2 separate regions of the Zea mays genome follow, and region 2 is linked to region 1. A link is a contact called in public Hi-C data. All regions are on one chromosome and are shown on one strand. The core of a region is the stretch at or near the end of the contact, and the rest is flanking DNA. Distances in the headings are between cores, read along the strand shown. Region 1 holds the start of LOC100037765 (glucan endo-1,3-beta-glucosidase homolog 1). Region 2 holds the start of LOC118476712.

Region 1 (7,148 bases), core at 2,885-5,384:
TTATGTTACTTGGGTCTTCAGACTTTTATTAATATGTTATAACGTGATATGTCATGTCCGCATCCGAATTAATTAAATATAATTTTGGGCGGTTTTACACGGAACGACCAAATTATATGACTCATTTTTTCTGATTTTCTAATTTTATAGACTCAAATAATAAGTTCGCTAGCAGCGGAATTGTTTTCATGGTGCAGCCAAAGTAATATTCTTAGGCACACGGCAGCATATTCCCCTGTTTGCCGACGGGCTTCAATGCTTGATAAATGATAAAGCGTAGCTTCACGGCCGCCGCTTTTTTTTTTTAAGAGCTGCCAGTCTTCCACGGCCCGTGCTCCCAACGCCAGGGCCAGCCGTCACGTCACGTCTCGCTCCCACTGTACTATCCCGCACCTCCCTCCGACTCCGAGCGTGGGGCTTCACCAGACCAAGAACACGCCAAGCCCGACGCTCCCAGGACCACGCCGCCCAAGCCGTCGAGCAAATCCGCGATGCACAAGTGGTGGCGCAGCCCCGGGCCCGCCCTGCTCGCCGCCGCACTGGCGATCGTGGTGGCCGCGCTGCGGCCGGCGACGGAGCACGCGGCCGCCAAGGGGCGACCGCCGCTGCGGTTCGGGCCAGGAGGAGCGTTCAAGGTGGCCCTGTTCGCGGACCTGCATTACGGCGAGGACGCGTGGACGGACTGGGGGCCCGCGCAGGACGCCGCGTCCGACCGCGTCATGGCCGCCGTCCTCGACGCCGAGAACCCAGGTGCGTGCATGCGCACGCTCTGCTTCTGCCTCCCTTTCCCTTTTCCTCCGAAAGAACTGAAACGGAACGCATCTTCGCTCAGACTTGGTGGTGTACCTCGGCGACCTGGTGACGGCCAACAACCTCCCGGTCCCGAACGCGAGCCTGTACTGGGACCGCGCCGTCTCCGCCGCCCGAGGCCGGGGCGTGCCGTGGGCGACGGTGTTCGGCAACCACGACGACATGGCCTTCGAGTGGCCGCCCGAGTGGTTCTCCCCCGACGGCGTCCCGCCGCTGCGCTGGCCGCCGGGTCCAGGATCAGGGTGCGGCTTCCGTGGGACTCCCCGGACGGACCTCATGGCGGCGGAGACCGGCGCGAACCGGCTGCTGTCCTACTCGTCCAGCGGGCCCAGGGAGCTGTGGCCCGGCGTCTCCAACTACGTCCTGCAGGTGCTCTCGCGGGGACGGCGGGCCCGCGGCGACGGTCACGACCACGACCCGGCTCTGCTCATGTACTTCCTCGACTCGGGCGGCGGGTCGTACACCGAGGTGGTGTCCAGCGCGCAGGTCAGGTGGTTCCACACCCAGTCTCAGTTCCTGAATCCAGATGGAAGGATCCCCGAGCTCATCTTCTGGCACATACCGAGCACGGCGTACGCCAAGGTAGCTCCGAAGGCCAAGTCTGAGATAAGGAAGCCCTGCGTCGGCTCCATCAACGAGGAGGAAGTGGCGCCGCAGGCAGCTGAATGGGGCATGATGGATGCGCTCGCCAAGAGGTCGTCGGTGAAGGTGCGTCACTGTCCAGGTGCTTGGCTTGGATCAGAATATTGTTGGCGGTGACACTGTCTTCTCTCGATCGATCGATCGATGACAGGCGGTGTTTGTTGGGCACAACCACGGGCTGGACTGGTGCTGCCCCTACGACGGCGAGGAGCGGGAGCAGGAGCTGTGGCTGTGCTTCGCACGGCACACGGGGTACGGGGGATACGGTGACTGGCCCAGAGGAGCGAGGATCCTTGAGGTCACGGAGGAGCCATTCTCGGCCGTGTCATGGATACGGATGGAGAACGGGACCAGGCACAGCGACGTTACACTAACCTCCTGAATCCATCTGCCTGCTTGATTCTCTTGTACAATGTACAGTATAGAGGATATTTCTTTATATATATAAACAACGTATATAAATATAACAACACCAAAAATAAGAGCACCGGAGGACATAGTATATGGCCCCCGGTAGTTTCTTAAAGGGCTAGTTTGAAAGCCACGAAATCGAAGAAAATTTGGAGCGGCTAAAATTCTCTCTTTATTCAAAATTAAAATTAAATAAAGAAAGAATTTTAGCCCCTTCAATTCTCTATGGATTTTAGACTCTCAAACTAGACCTAAAATATTTACTTGTTTTTGTAGAAATTTTGGCTCGTCTTCACAATGCTATTTCGCCGCCATTTCTCTCCGCCAAACAGGTCAAAAAAAGTGTTGCTACATGTACAACTTTATTGATAGACTTACAAACGATTAGGGTCATCTAATGGCTCATAATATATTAGTTCAGAATAAGAGTCAATGACAGCCATATAATTTTAAACTAAAATTATTTAAGAACCATAATTTAATGTAAAAAATATATTTGAATCATGATCCATTATCGCTCTAGTTATAGCTGAAATATTTTTCCAAAACAAAAGTGCATCCGGCGAGGAGCTCCTTAATTCGTGCTCGCAGTGGGTGCTGCTGCCTAGAGTTCAAAGTTGGGGCATCATGCTTGTAGCTTGAGCGACCCTTTTGTGGTGTCAAGGAGAAGTTCGATGGTGATTTTATATTGAATGATTGGTGTAATAGTGCAAAGAGTAGGTCACACTACCTGTTAGTGCTCTTGTACCACGATGCTCATTGGTTGCACTATAAAATCACAGTCGAAGGAACAAGTGTGACATTTCCTAAGATTGTGTTGGAAAATGGATTATGGGTATAAAAGGAATGATATAGAGAGTGTTCGGTTTATAGAGACTAATTTTAGTCCAGCTATTTTATTCTATTTTAGTTTCTAAATTAGTAATATTTTCGGAAAGTTTCCGTGTTGGATAATTTAGTAACTAAAATAAAATAGAATAAAATAGAGGGACTAAAAATATATATTTTTATACTACTCTATTAAGAACCTAATGTGGACGTCTAGTGCTACCACGTCTTCACCCTCCGCGGCCTGCCCCACGCGCCCCGCCTCGGCGCTGTGCCCTGTGTACCCCACACCCAGCGTCCGTGCAACCAGCTACTACGCCTGCCCAGCATCTGACCCCACCCGTGTGGCTACTTGTCTATCACATTGTGCAAAAAATAATGCAGAACGAGCACTTAAACTCATAACCCCTGCTCCAGAAATTTATCTTAGTATTTAGAATTAAAGAATAATTATATTTAAATAAATATTTTAATAGTAGCAACCGTAGTAAAGCACGATCAACTGGCTATTATCTAAAAACCAAACATCCTGTAATTTGAGAGAGAGAGAGAGAATGGGCCGCATTACATTGCATTGCAGCGGATGGACCTGGCCGCCCTCACGAGGCTGACTCGCACGTGCTCCTCACACCTCTTGTCTTGGGCCGAAACAAAGGTAGGCGAGGACGCACGCAGCGCAGTCAACCAGATGATCTCCCATTCTCCATCTTCCAACATCTGAAGAGGGGTTCCAAATTCTGAAGCCGATGGGGACGCAGAGCGAAGGCTGCGACGGAAGCTGGCATGCCCCGTCCCCACGCCGCCACGCGCGATCGCGACCCCGAAGCAGGCTCACGAATCGCAGGCCGGGGAGCGCGAGCCGACGCCCGCTGATCATCAGGCTCAAGAATAGCAAGACATCCCTCCCCTAACCAAACGGGGCAGGGGTCCGGTCAGCTCGGCCAGGAATTCCACGAGCCCGTCCAACGCGCGCCTTTGTATTCTACGTGCTATTCATGCAGCGTCCGGCGCCACAGGCCGCGATCGGCGGAGGACCTTCTCGCCGCGCATGCATCTATCTCAGCAGCGCCCGGCCGCCGCCGGGCCGCGTGTTTGTGTTTGTGTGTTAGGCCAGCCGGGATCGCGACCGCCGTTGCCATCCTCGCGCATACGGCCATGGCGTACTAGCTGTATCCCAATCCCCAACTACGTACGTGCAGTATAGAAACTAGAGAAAAATGGCTGTGTACGTAGACGTAGTGGTGGAAACTTGGGGGAGAAAAAACAAGAACCGATCCATCGTCAACGACCGGCCGGGGACTTGCTGGATGGCTATGATCGTGTGGCCTGCCCAACTGGATAGTGGCCGCCTTGGAACGGCCTGCACTGCCTACAGCTCTACCTGGCTATAAATATGGCCGCGATGCCTCGGTGAATTGCATGCAGAGTGCAGTAGAACGGCATCAGTTACACTAGTAGTGCTCATCTCGCTGGTACTGCTGAGCTGACCACCGCCGATCCTTCCAAGATGGCGAGGCAGGGTGTCGTCGCTTCCATGCATGCGCTGGCATTGCTTCTCGGAGCATTCGCAGCCATTCCTACAGGTAGACTATACCTATACGTGCATGCGCATCCACCCATAATCCGTGCATGCATGCATGATTATTGACACTAATGTCCTTATTACTAAACAGGAGTCCAATCCATCGGCGTGTGCTACGGCGTGAACGGCGACAACCTGCCCCCGGCGAGCGACGTGGTGCAGCTGTACCAGTCCAACGGCATCAACCTGATGCGCATCTACTTCCCGGACGCCAACGCGCTGAACGCGCTGAGCGGCACCAGCATCGGGCTCATCATGGACGTGCCCAACACGGACCTCGCCTCGCTGGCCTCCGACCCGAGCGCGGCGGCCGCCTGGGTGCAGAGCAACGTGCAGGCGTTCCCGTCGGTCAGCTTCCGCTACATCGCCGTGGGCAACGAGGCCTCCGGCGGGGACACCGGCAGCATCCTTCCCGCCATGAAGAACCTCAACGCGGCGCTGGCCAACGCCGGCCTGGGCGGCAGCATCAAGGTGTCCACGGCGGTGCAGAGCGACGTCACCCAGGGCTTCCCGCCGTCGCAGGGCACCTTCTCGCAGGGCTACATGGCGCCCATCGCGCAGTACCTGCAGAGCACCGGCGCCCCGCTGCTGTGCAACGTCTACCCCTACTTCTCCTACATCGGCAACCCGGCCCAGATCGACCTCAGCTACGCGCTCTTCACCTCGCCGGGCACCGTCGTGCAGGACGGCAGCAACGCGTACCAGAACCTCTTCGACGCGCTCGTCGACACCTTCGTCTCCGCGCTCCAGAACGCCGGCGCCGGCAACGTCCCAGTCGTCGTGTCCGAGAGCGGCTGGCCGTCCGCCGGGGGCGACGCCGCCACCGCGGCCAACGCGCAGACCTACAACCAGAACCTCATCAACCACGTCGGCCAGGGCACGCCCAAGCGCCCTGGCCCCATCGAGACCTACATCTTCGCCATGTTCAACGAGGACCAGAAGACGGGAGCCGAGTCGGAGAGGCACTTCGGCCTCTTCAACCCGGACAAATCGCCGGCGTACCCCATCAATTTCTCCTAATTCCTAAACAAGACGCCGAGGTCCATTCCAAGACATTTATAAGGCAATACACACACATAGATATATACATACACATACATACGGGAGAAAGTAGAATAAATAAACTGCCTGCAGTAGAATGCAAAGTGTATTCATGTAAGGCAACTGCTTCGATTATTTCCTAAAGATCAATAACAAGAAGTACAATTATTTCTATATATGCTTTCAATTCCTCCTAATTTTCTCCTTTGCGAGCATGCATATTTCCAAGAGAGCCAAGACAATCGCCAAACTAAGGACGTGTTACTCGTTCTATTCCACAAATTTAGGTCATGTTTAGTTTCAATTAGTCCTAGGACTAAACTTTAGTCCCTACATGTTTGGTTTTAAGGACTAAATAGATCCTAAAGTCATTAAATACATTGTCCAAAGACTAAAATGCCCTTAGAATATACTCATAATATTAGTTATCTATAAAAAAGGTAAGGGCAACATGATAATTATGAGCTTTTAGTCTCTTTTAGCACCTATGTGAAGGACTAAAGACTAAATCATTTTAGTCTATATTTTAGTCCTAGTGTTTGGCAAAAAAGGGACTAAATGAGACTAAAAACTAGAGACTAATCTTTAATCCCTCTAACAAACACCCCCTTATTGAAATTGACTCATCCCTAGTATTATTACTAATTATTAGATTATAAAAAATAAAATAGTGATAGATGAACTTATTATATTCCACAAACTAAACAAAAAAAAAGCGAGAACTCATTCCTCAAACCATACACGCTATAATTAAACTCTCTCTCTGTGTCTCTGAGCATGAACACGGAGAAGAGAGCGTCTAATTACACTCGTCTTCTCGGCCTGTTCCTGGTGCGTGGACCGACAACGGTGGCGGGTTCCTTCTCCTCCACCGGTACCGGCGGCAGCTCTTCCTCTGCGTCCTCATCCGCTTCGTTAATGTCGTCGTCTTCCTCACCGGCGCCGTCGTCATCGGACGCCTCGTTCTCTTCCAGTATCGCCCGGTTTATCTCCATCTGCGCATGCACGGGCAGCCGCCGTTTGGCTAAGCGTTGTTAACAGTAAATTGTACGTCGCTTCAGTCGAGTTTGTGGATAACCAGATGTGCATTTTTTTTAATTCAACCCCAGGTACACAACTACAAGCAGAGTAGCGCGCGCAAGCAGCTGCTAGCAGAAGCGCACGTGTTGCGGGTACTGTCATACTGTGTTGTAGTGGTACTCTTACCGTACCTCCCTTAGGAATCGGTCGTCGAGGTCGTCGGCGACGCGAGCGGCGGTGACGAGCGTGCCGACGAAGAGGGAGAGCGGGAGCACGAAGGCGAGGATGAGCGCGTTGGTGCTGGGCGGCCCGCCGGCGCGCACCACCAAGAGGCGGCCCCGGCCCCGACCCCGCCGCCGCGCGCCGCCTGGTGGCAGCGGCCTGGCGCAGCAGCTGCTGGCTCGGACGGCGGCAGGGCGGCCGCAGCACGGCGGCGTGGCGCCGAGGCGAGGTGGCAGGCAGAGCGCACTGAGGTGGCCGCCCCGCGCCATGGCCTGCTCCTCGAAGCCTCCGGAATCGCAGGCTCCCAGCGGTCGGGGCAGCCTTATCCGGTGGCGGTGGTGCTGTTGGCAAGCACCAGGCACTGGGCAACTTGGCAATGCGCGCGCGCGCGCTTCAGTGACCTGGACCTGGACCTGGACTGATTGAGGCGGCGGATTGGGCTGGACGGGATGCCATGAAGAGGCTTTCTAGGCCCGCGTATGCCAGACACCGGTCCAAGTCCAACATAGCGTGGGAGGATTCAGCCCAGCTAAACAGCTTATCCGGTGGGCTGCCGAAGCAAAAAAATAAAAATAAAATTATATAAAAAATA
Region 2 (7,148 bases), core at 1,401-3,900, 190 kb after region 1:
ATGCTTCTAATTTTTAGAAGCCTTTTGATATGAATTATGAAATTTCAGGTTGGGAAAGATGTGGCTCAATGCTTAAATGAAGCTCTTGCTAGGAGTGGACTAAATGTGCGAGTTACTGCACTGGTAGGTTGTTGCCTACTGTTGCAATTGTGCTTGAATGTTTGTTTGTTATTTTTTCATTCTATTTGGTACACATTGGCCAATATGGAATATATTTAGTGTTCTGTGCATTATAATATGGGTGCCCTTGTCCAAAACTTAAATCATCACCAAGCAATGGATGAATAGCATGATCGTTGCGCCCATTCCCATGCCTAGTTAATTTTGAGAAGACAGCACAGTGAGTCAGTGATCATCTGCTAACTGGGCAGCCTTTATGTTTCATTAAATTTAGTTGATAGCTGTGTCATTCCCTGGAAAATCTGTTATTTGTGCGCTTTTAAACCTTTTATTGATGCCAGCTTTTCCTGTAGTATCAAAGCTCTTCAGATTGTTAGTCTTGGTCTCTCAAATTTGCTTCACCAAGCAATTTCTTTGGGCTAGCAAGAGAATATTCTCAACTAGCATATTCTTATGCTTATTGCTTTTTAATAGTGTGTTAGTTTTAGCACCTTATAAATACTTACCTTAGCTCTATTTCTACTTAGGTGAATGACACTGTGGGGACGTTAGCTCTAGGTCATTATCACGATGAGGATACAGTGGCTGCTGTGATAATCGGTGCTGGCACCAATGCTTGCTATATCGAACGCACTGATGCAATTATTAAATGTCAGGGTCTTCTTACAAACTCTGGTGGCATGGTATTATTCTCTTGCTGCTTTGCTCTGTATCCAAATTATCAATATCATCGATTTATCCTGTGGACAAAGATGTAGTTCTTATTCAATCGTTCAATTCATCAGGTTGTAAACATGGAATGGGGCAATTTCTGGTCATCACATTTGCCAAGAACTCCTTATGACATCTCCCTTGATGATGAGACGCAAAATCGCAATGATCAGGTGACACTTTGTGTAAAGTATGTTATGGAATAGCTGTACCTTTTGTTAGTATTACTGAACAAATCTGACATTGATCCAGGGGTTTGAAAAAATGATATCTGGGATTTATCTTGGGGAAATTGCAAGGCTGGTGCTGCATCGAATGGCTCTAGAATCAGATGTCTTTGGTGATGCCGCTGATAATCTATCCACCCCCTTCACATTGAGGTACCTTAAGTTTTCTATGTTTTGTTTATTCCATTTTTTTTTGTGTAGTGGAAAAGGTGAAGTAGATTTTTTCAAAGGAAACGTAGCAAGTATCGGGTTATATTTGCTACCAATGCAGTACTCTATGTTGTGTTCTGCATCTTTGGATTCATGCTTCCCAATGTCAAGTACATGATCCATATCATATCTATGTTGGAAACCTTCCTGCTCAGCTGTGCATATTACTGCAGAATGTTTCATGTTTATGCGTCATTGGGTGTTAAATATAGGCTTAATTAGGTTTAATAAATCCGTCTCGTATTTTAGTCTTCATCTGCGTAATTAGTTTTATAATTAAACTATATTTAATACCCATAAATATCATTCAAACATTCGATGTGACAGGAACTAAACTTTAGTTGGGTCGAACCAAACACTAAAAGGCAAAATCACGTTGGCGATTACCTAAACTAAAGCTTGTGCGCAGAAAATATTGCTGATACTTTAGTATATGCTTCTGTTTGTGTTCCAGCACACCACTTCTGGCTGCAATTCGCAAGGACGATTCACCAGATCTGAGCGAAGTCAGAAGGATATTGCAAGACCATCTGAAGGTCAGCTTTCCCGATCTCCCTGAAGTTAAGCATGTGTGTTCCTTCAACCTGTACTGAAGTTTTGGTGATTTTGCTGCAGATACCGGACACTCCTCTGAAAACTCGGAGGCTAGTCGTCAAAGTCTGCGACATCGTCACCCGGAGAGCTGCCCGCCTAGCCGCCGCTGGCATTGTTGGGATACTGAAAAAGCTGGGTCGGGATGGGAGCGGCATTGCCTCAAGCGGGAGAACGCGAGGGCAGCTGAGGCGGACGGTGGTGGCGATCGAGGGTGGCCTATATGAGGGCTACCCGGAGTTCAGGGAGTACCTAGATGAAGCCCTGGTGGAGATCTTGGGGGAGGAGGTGGCGCGGACGGTGACACTGGAGGTGACAGTGGATGGGTCTGGGGCCGGCGCTGCCCTCCTCGCCGCCGTACATTCGTCGAATAGACAGCAAGGTTCCATATAGGGAGAAGGGAAGATGGTGATACAGCCCCTCTGTGCAAATGTAAAAAGGGATATTATTTGATATCTATATTCATATATATAAAATCTGGTCTTGTGCAGAGAAATACCTGTTCTCCTATCTCAAGCTCTTATCACTCTTCTGCCTTGCTCTTGTGGATGTAGGCGTTGCTGTGTACTAGGTTTACCTTTTTTTTTCAGTGTGGAAGGGAATTATGATTCTTTGTAAGTCCGAGTTGCTGATGAACTGATCTTGTGACCAAAATGGCAAAATGTCATGAGTCATGACAAGCTGAGATAACCATTTTTTTTTTCTAATGTTGGACGCAGCAATGGACATCACATTGGTCCTTGAGGTTGAAGGATCATCTACTGAGTCATTTACTAAGAGATCAGAGATCAAACATTCATCAGATGGTCTGATTAGACAGGGGAGCACCAAACTGTATGAGCTGAGACGACTGGATCCTTGAGTAGTTAGAAAGAAGCCCAATAAGAGAATTGGCCCATACCATCAAGGCAGTACGTACGTGGGCCACGGGCCACAAACGGCAAAAGCCGGCGGAACCCAATTGCCATGGAACCCGGCGCGTGCCCCATTCGAAAAGGCGCGACGGCTTCTTCCAGAAGGCTCCGAGCCACACGTCGGCTCCTCCCGTCTCCTCTGCCTCCGCTCGCGCCTCCCGCCGTCTCTCTGTCGCCGTCGCCGTTCTGCCGCCGCCGGACACGTCGTGAGCTCTCTCTCTCCTGTGTGCACCTTCTCGATCTCCTTCTCCCGGATAATTGCACCCTCCATTTGCCGTTCTCATCCATGTGTTCTGTTCGATAGGGCTCCCCTATTCGACCATTCGTTTCTGTGCCTATCGTATCGAGGTTTCGCTCGTGCAGTTACAACAAGGATTGCACGGATTTTGCTGCGAATGGTGCACGGCCGGAGGATATTACGATACAATCGCAAGGTGAAGTGCCTTCTACACTTGGCAATTTCGCACCCTTAACGGTTGTTTGTTGCGTTTTGATCTCCACAAATCCGGTAATATAGCGGAATGACGCCCTTTTGCTATCAGTAGCATAGCAGAGCAGGAATTTGTTTGTGCATGTTTGGAATTTTGTCTGCATTGATGATGTGGGTAGCGCCGAATCCTTCTGACGTTTACAGTTTGATACGGCGTCTTGGTTTATCTGAAGGATAAGGTGGATTGGACTCTCTTGACGGTAACAATCCGGTCAATTAGAAGTAACTTCACATGAATGACTTTATATTTTAGTCTCACTCTCACATCAACTTACCTTTAATTTGACGTGGATTGGACTGACACATCACCAACCGGGAGAAGAAGACTAGTGAGACTTAGTCTTTTTTTTTCCTTCCTTTTTTATTCTGAGCCAACAATATAGCCTGGAAAAAGCACATTGATTCAGATGAGACGTTATAAGATCTGGTATTATGGAAATTTCCTTGACGTACGAGTTTTACAGGACGATCTTCGTTGTTAAAGGTTGTCTCTTATCACTATCAGCTATCAAAGGTGTGCGGAAAGTGGTGATGATAACAGAGGGACACAAAAGAGCTTTACTAAAACCAAACACAGATGTTCTCTCTCAATCATCTGCATTTCGTATTGTCCATATTTGAAGTAAGGTAACGCCAAGTGGTGGGCATATTATCGATCAAATGTTCAGAAGCACATGAATTCAATAGATATTGATATATGTATAATCTGAAGAAAATGAAAGGAAAGCTCCGTATTATAGCAGATACTAGATGGTGGTTCAGACACTTTTTTGGAGTCTTTGGTTGAAATGGTAAATAGTATGTACAACTCAACTGTGCTTTGAACTGGGAAAACAATTTCTTGTTTTTTTTCAAGTCGGTATATTCGTCGAGCTACACGCCTAACAAGTGCTACATGTATCCTCCTCATTCTTTGTACCAGAAACGAGATGCCTTTGTCAGAGAATGAACTTGAAATCGGCTTCTTGAATAATTGCAGCACGGCTGTTCAGAGAGTTGGTGGACATGTGCATCATGTTGCAAGCTGGTAAGATTGTACAAATAGTTACTGCTGAAAATTCGATCAGGCCAGGTTATTTAAATCCATAGTCTCTACCTAGTGGTGGTGGCAGAATCCTTGATCCTATCACGGTTGCAAAGTGACTAGTAATGTGGCATTGGGGGTCTGGGTTAGAATTTCTGGCTTCGGGAAGGCACCGTGGTGGTGTGGGTGCAGAGTGGCGGCATGTCAGTGAGCGAGGGAGGGAGAGAATGTGTAAGGGCCATTGAGGCCAGGCAAGATGTTTGCCTTGCTTGCTTTAAAACGGTTACATAACCCTTACAGATTTGGACTCTTAGGCCCTGTTTGGGAAAAAAGTTTTTGAAAACCACAGTTTTTGAAATACTACAGTATACTTTAGTCATGACAATACCGTAGTTTACAATACCACAATTTTGGAAACTGAGGTCTAGACCTAAGTTTAGAATACCTTAAAACAACTATAGTATTTGCAATACTTCAGTTTTGAAAACAGAGATTTTAGCCAGCTTGCCAAACACCATTATGTATATAATACTGCAGTATTTGAGAATACTGCAGTATTCTTCCAAAACTATGAAAAAACTTCACTCCCAAACACCCCCTTATTTTCTAACAAATCGATCCTATTTCCTAAACCAACTCAATCTCAAGCAAACTAGAGAAGAAATCCTTATAGATTTGGACCCACCTTTTCTAACAAACCAATCCTATTTTCTAAACCAACGCAATCTCTGGTTCTAAGAAATCTCTATTTTAACTACTCCGACTCATGCGCTACAGGGCTACTGCACGTGCTATAGTACTGGAGGTACGGTTCACACCGGGTCTAATTTGGGCGCAACACCTACGTGGCCCATTTTTCGACGCACACAAAAGATACCGGTTATAACATGTGGACCAACCGTTGAAGCTTATTGCCCTAACATTGATGTTCATCTTGTTACATATCCACATCTAATGTACTATGAACCCGAATTTTTTGTTTTTTAGCCCCTTTTGTGACACAAATTTACGTTTGGACCCCCAGAAATTTTATTTGCACGTTTGGACCCGATGCTCGGCGCCATAGGCTGTGGCGCCGAGGTAACACCTAGCCTGGAGGGGGCTATTAGAAGAGCTGAAGAAGAAATTATTATTTGGAAGTTTGCGGGGGCCAAGCATCTTGCCCTAATTACAGCTCCCATTCCAGGTGTCATGTAGGGCTCTAGTAGAGAGTCCAGTAGGCCTTGTTTATTTTCTTTCTTCTTTTTCTTCTTTATTTCTTTTTTTTTCTGTTGTGTTTGTATTTGGTCTAATTTTAGACCCTTCTTCTTAATTCAATGATACGCAGCTCTCCTGCGTGTTCGAAAAAAAAGGTAACACAGCTCGGCGCCACAGCCTATGGCGCCGAGCTCTGACGTGGCCATGGCGGGCAGGGGTGACGTGGAAGTCCGCGTGACACCTAGCTCGGCGCCACAGATCTTGGCGCCGAGCTAGGAATTAACCGCGAGCCCCTTTTCTCTGCGTTTCTTCTCTGTTACTTTTCACGTTTAGCCGCCGCCGCCGTTCCCGAGTTAGGAAATAGCCGCCGCCGTTCCCGAGCTCCGCCCACCCCGCCCGCCGAGCTCCGGCGACCGCGCTCGGTGTCCGCCCGACCGCCGAGCTCGCCCGCCCCGCCCGCCGAGCTCGCCAGTGCCGGCCGCCGCGCGCACGGCACCGGCCGCCGAGCTCGCTCGCCACCGCGCCCGCTCGCCACCGCGCCAGCTCCCGCCCCGGCCCGGCCACCGCGCCATCTCCCGCCCCGGCCGCCGCGCGCCCCCGGCCCGTCCACTGCCGCCAGGTAATTTTTTTAATTACTTAGTTAGTAAACTGTTAGCTATTGTTAGTGTTTAGTAATTAGTTAGCTATCCACTTATTTATTGTTTAGTAAATAGTTAGATATTTTCTTGTTAGTGTTTATTAAAATAGTTAGCTAGTTTCTTGCTTAGCATATTGTTAGTGTTTAGTAAATTCTTAGTGATTATATAGTTAGCATTTTGTTTAGCGCATTGATATTACATGTTTTCTGTGTTGGCAACCATCGTGTTGTCGTTTATTCGCAGGTTCTATAAACATCACTTTACAGGGGAGGTGCTCCCAAATTTTTTATTGACAATAGTTTTTTTGTGCGTAGGTGTTCGTCCGACTTGACCTTCTCCACCGTTAGCTGGACTCATACGCGATCTCAGGTATACATTGTTTTCGTACATTATTCATAGATTATGTAATTTCGTTTGATGTGTTCATTTAATATTTACTATATAGTTATTAGTTAATATATATTTATTACTTAGTAAGTTTGTAGGCTTAAGTATATAGCCATTATTGAGTTAGTAATCCATTTTTGCAATAGATGGACAACCTAGTAACACTATACCATGGAGGAAGGGTGGAGATAGATGGTTATGGGAATGTTACTTTTGATGGTATGAAGATCGTGAGGAGATTAGTTGCGACATAAACGACCCTAGAATATCAATTCAGGGTTTGTTGTCCCATATTACATATGGAACAGTTGTCCGACGGTTGATCTCCATTACCTCAGAAGATGATTGGGTGATATATTTAAGAATTGTGAAGACGATGGTTCCACCATGTTTGGATGTGGTTGTTCAAAAGTTACCTGTTAGTCATTGCGATGGTCCGGTCGGGTTGTCTCCACAAATGCCAAATGCATCTCGTATTGAAGCTCCTTTGGTAGAGCTTCATGAAGAAGTGGTTGTTGTGCCCGATGCTCAATCGGGGCCGCACGAGTATGGGATTTCTCGTCCTCTTCCTGACGTTTGTGGGGCTTCTAATCCGGTGGTACCCCCCCAAGAGATCCCATTGACCCAGGATCCAGTTCA

The links. Hi-C and Micro-C count contacts between places; a contact is called where the count stands out from the background.
Region 2: a Hi-C map of ear shows a contact between it and region 1, with 3 times the contacts expected there. The contact joins the promoter of LOC118476712 here to the promoter of LOC100037765 in region 1. A contact is called at or near these places in 12 of 25 Hi-C or Micro-C datasets (bundle sheath, ear, endosperm and 5 more) and 1 of 3 datasets of contacts at active chromatin or transcription factors (leaf).

What each region holds. Positions count from the first base shown.
Region 1 is chr3:154,095,277-154,102,424 of Zm-B73-REFERENCE-NAM-5.0, forward strand. It overlaps LOC100037765 (glucan endo-1,3-beta-glucosidase homolog 1), which reads left to right and starts at 4,135. Exons shown (of 2, transcript NM_001112264.2): 1 at 4,135-4,274; 2 at 4,365-5,474. The coding sequence starts at 4,199. The coding sequence ends at 5,293. LOC103650765 (probable inactive purple acid phosphatase 16) reads left to right here and starts at 291. Exons shown (of 3, transcript XM_008676338.4): 1 at 291-750; 2 at 833-1,518; 3 at 1,604-2,210. The coding sequence starts at 492. The coding sequence ends at 1,834. It overlaps LOC100277443 (high chlorophyll fluorescence 153), which reads right to left and starts at 6,902. Exons shown (of 2, transcript NM_001151004.2): 1 at 6,526-6,902; 2 at 5,927-6,309. The coding sequence starts at 6,825. The coding sequence ends at 6,118.
Region 2 is chr3:154,281,959-154,289,106 of Zm-B73-REFERENCE-NAM-5.0, forward strand. LOC118476712 reads left to right here and starts at 2,651. Exons shown (of 4, transcript XM_035966345.1): 1 at 2,651-2,997; 2 at 3,078-3,207; 3 at 4,186-4,290; 4 at 4,364-5,639. The coding sequence starts at 2,826. The coding sequence ends at 4,406. LOC103650768 (hexokinase-3) reads left to right here. Exons shown (of 9, transcript XM_008676343.4): 4 at 49-123; 5 at 648-803; 6 at 906-1,004; 7 at 1,084-1,211; 8 at 1,723-1,804; 9 at 1,884-2,566. The coding sequence ends at 2,252.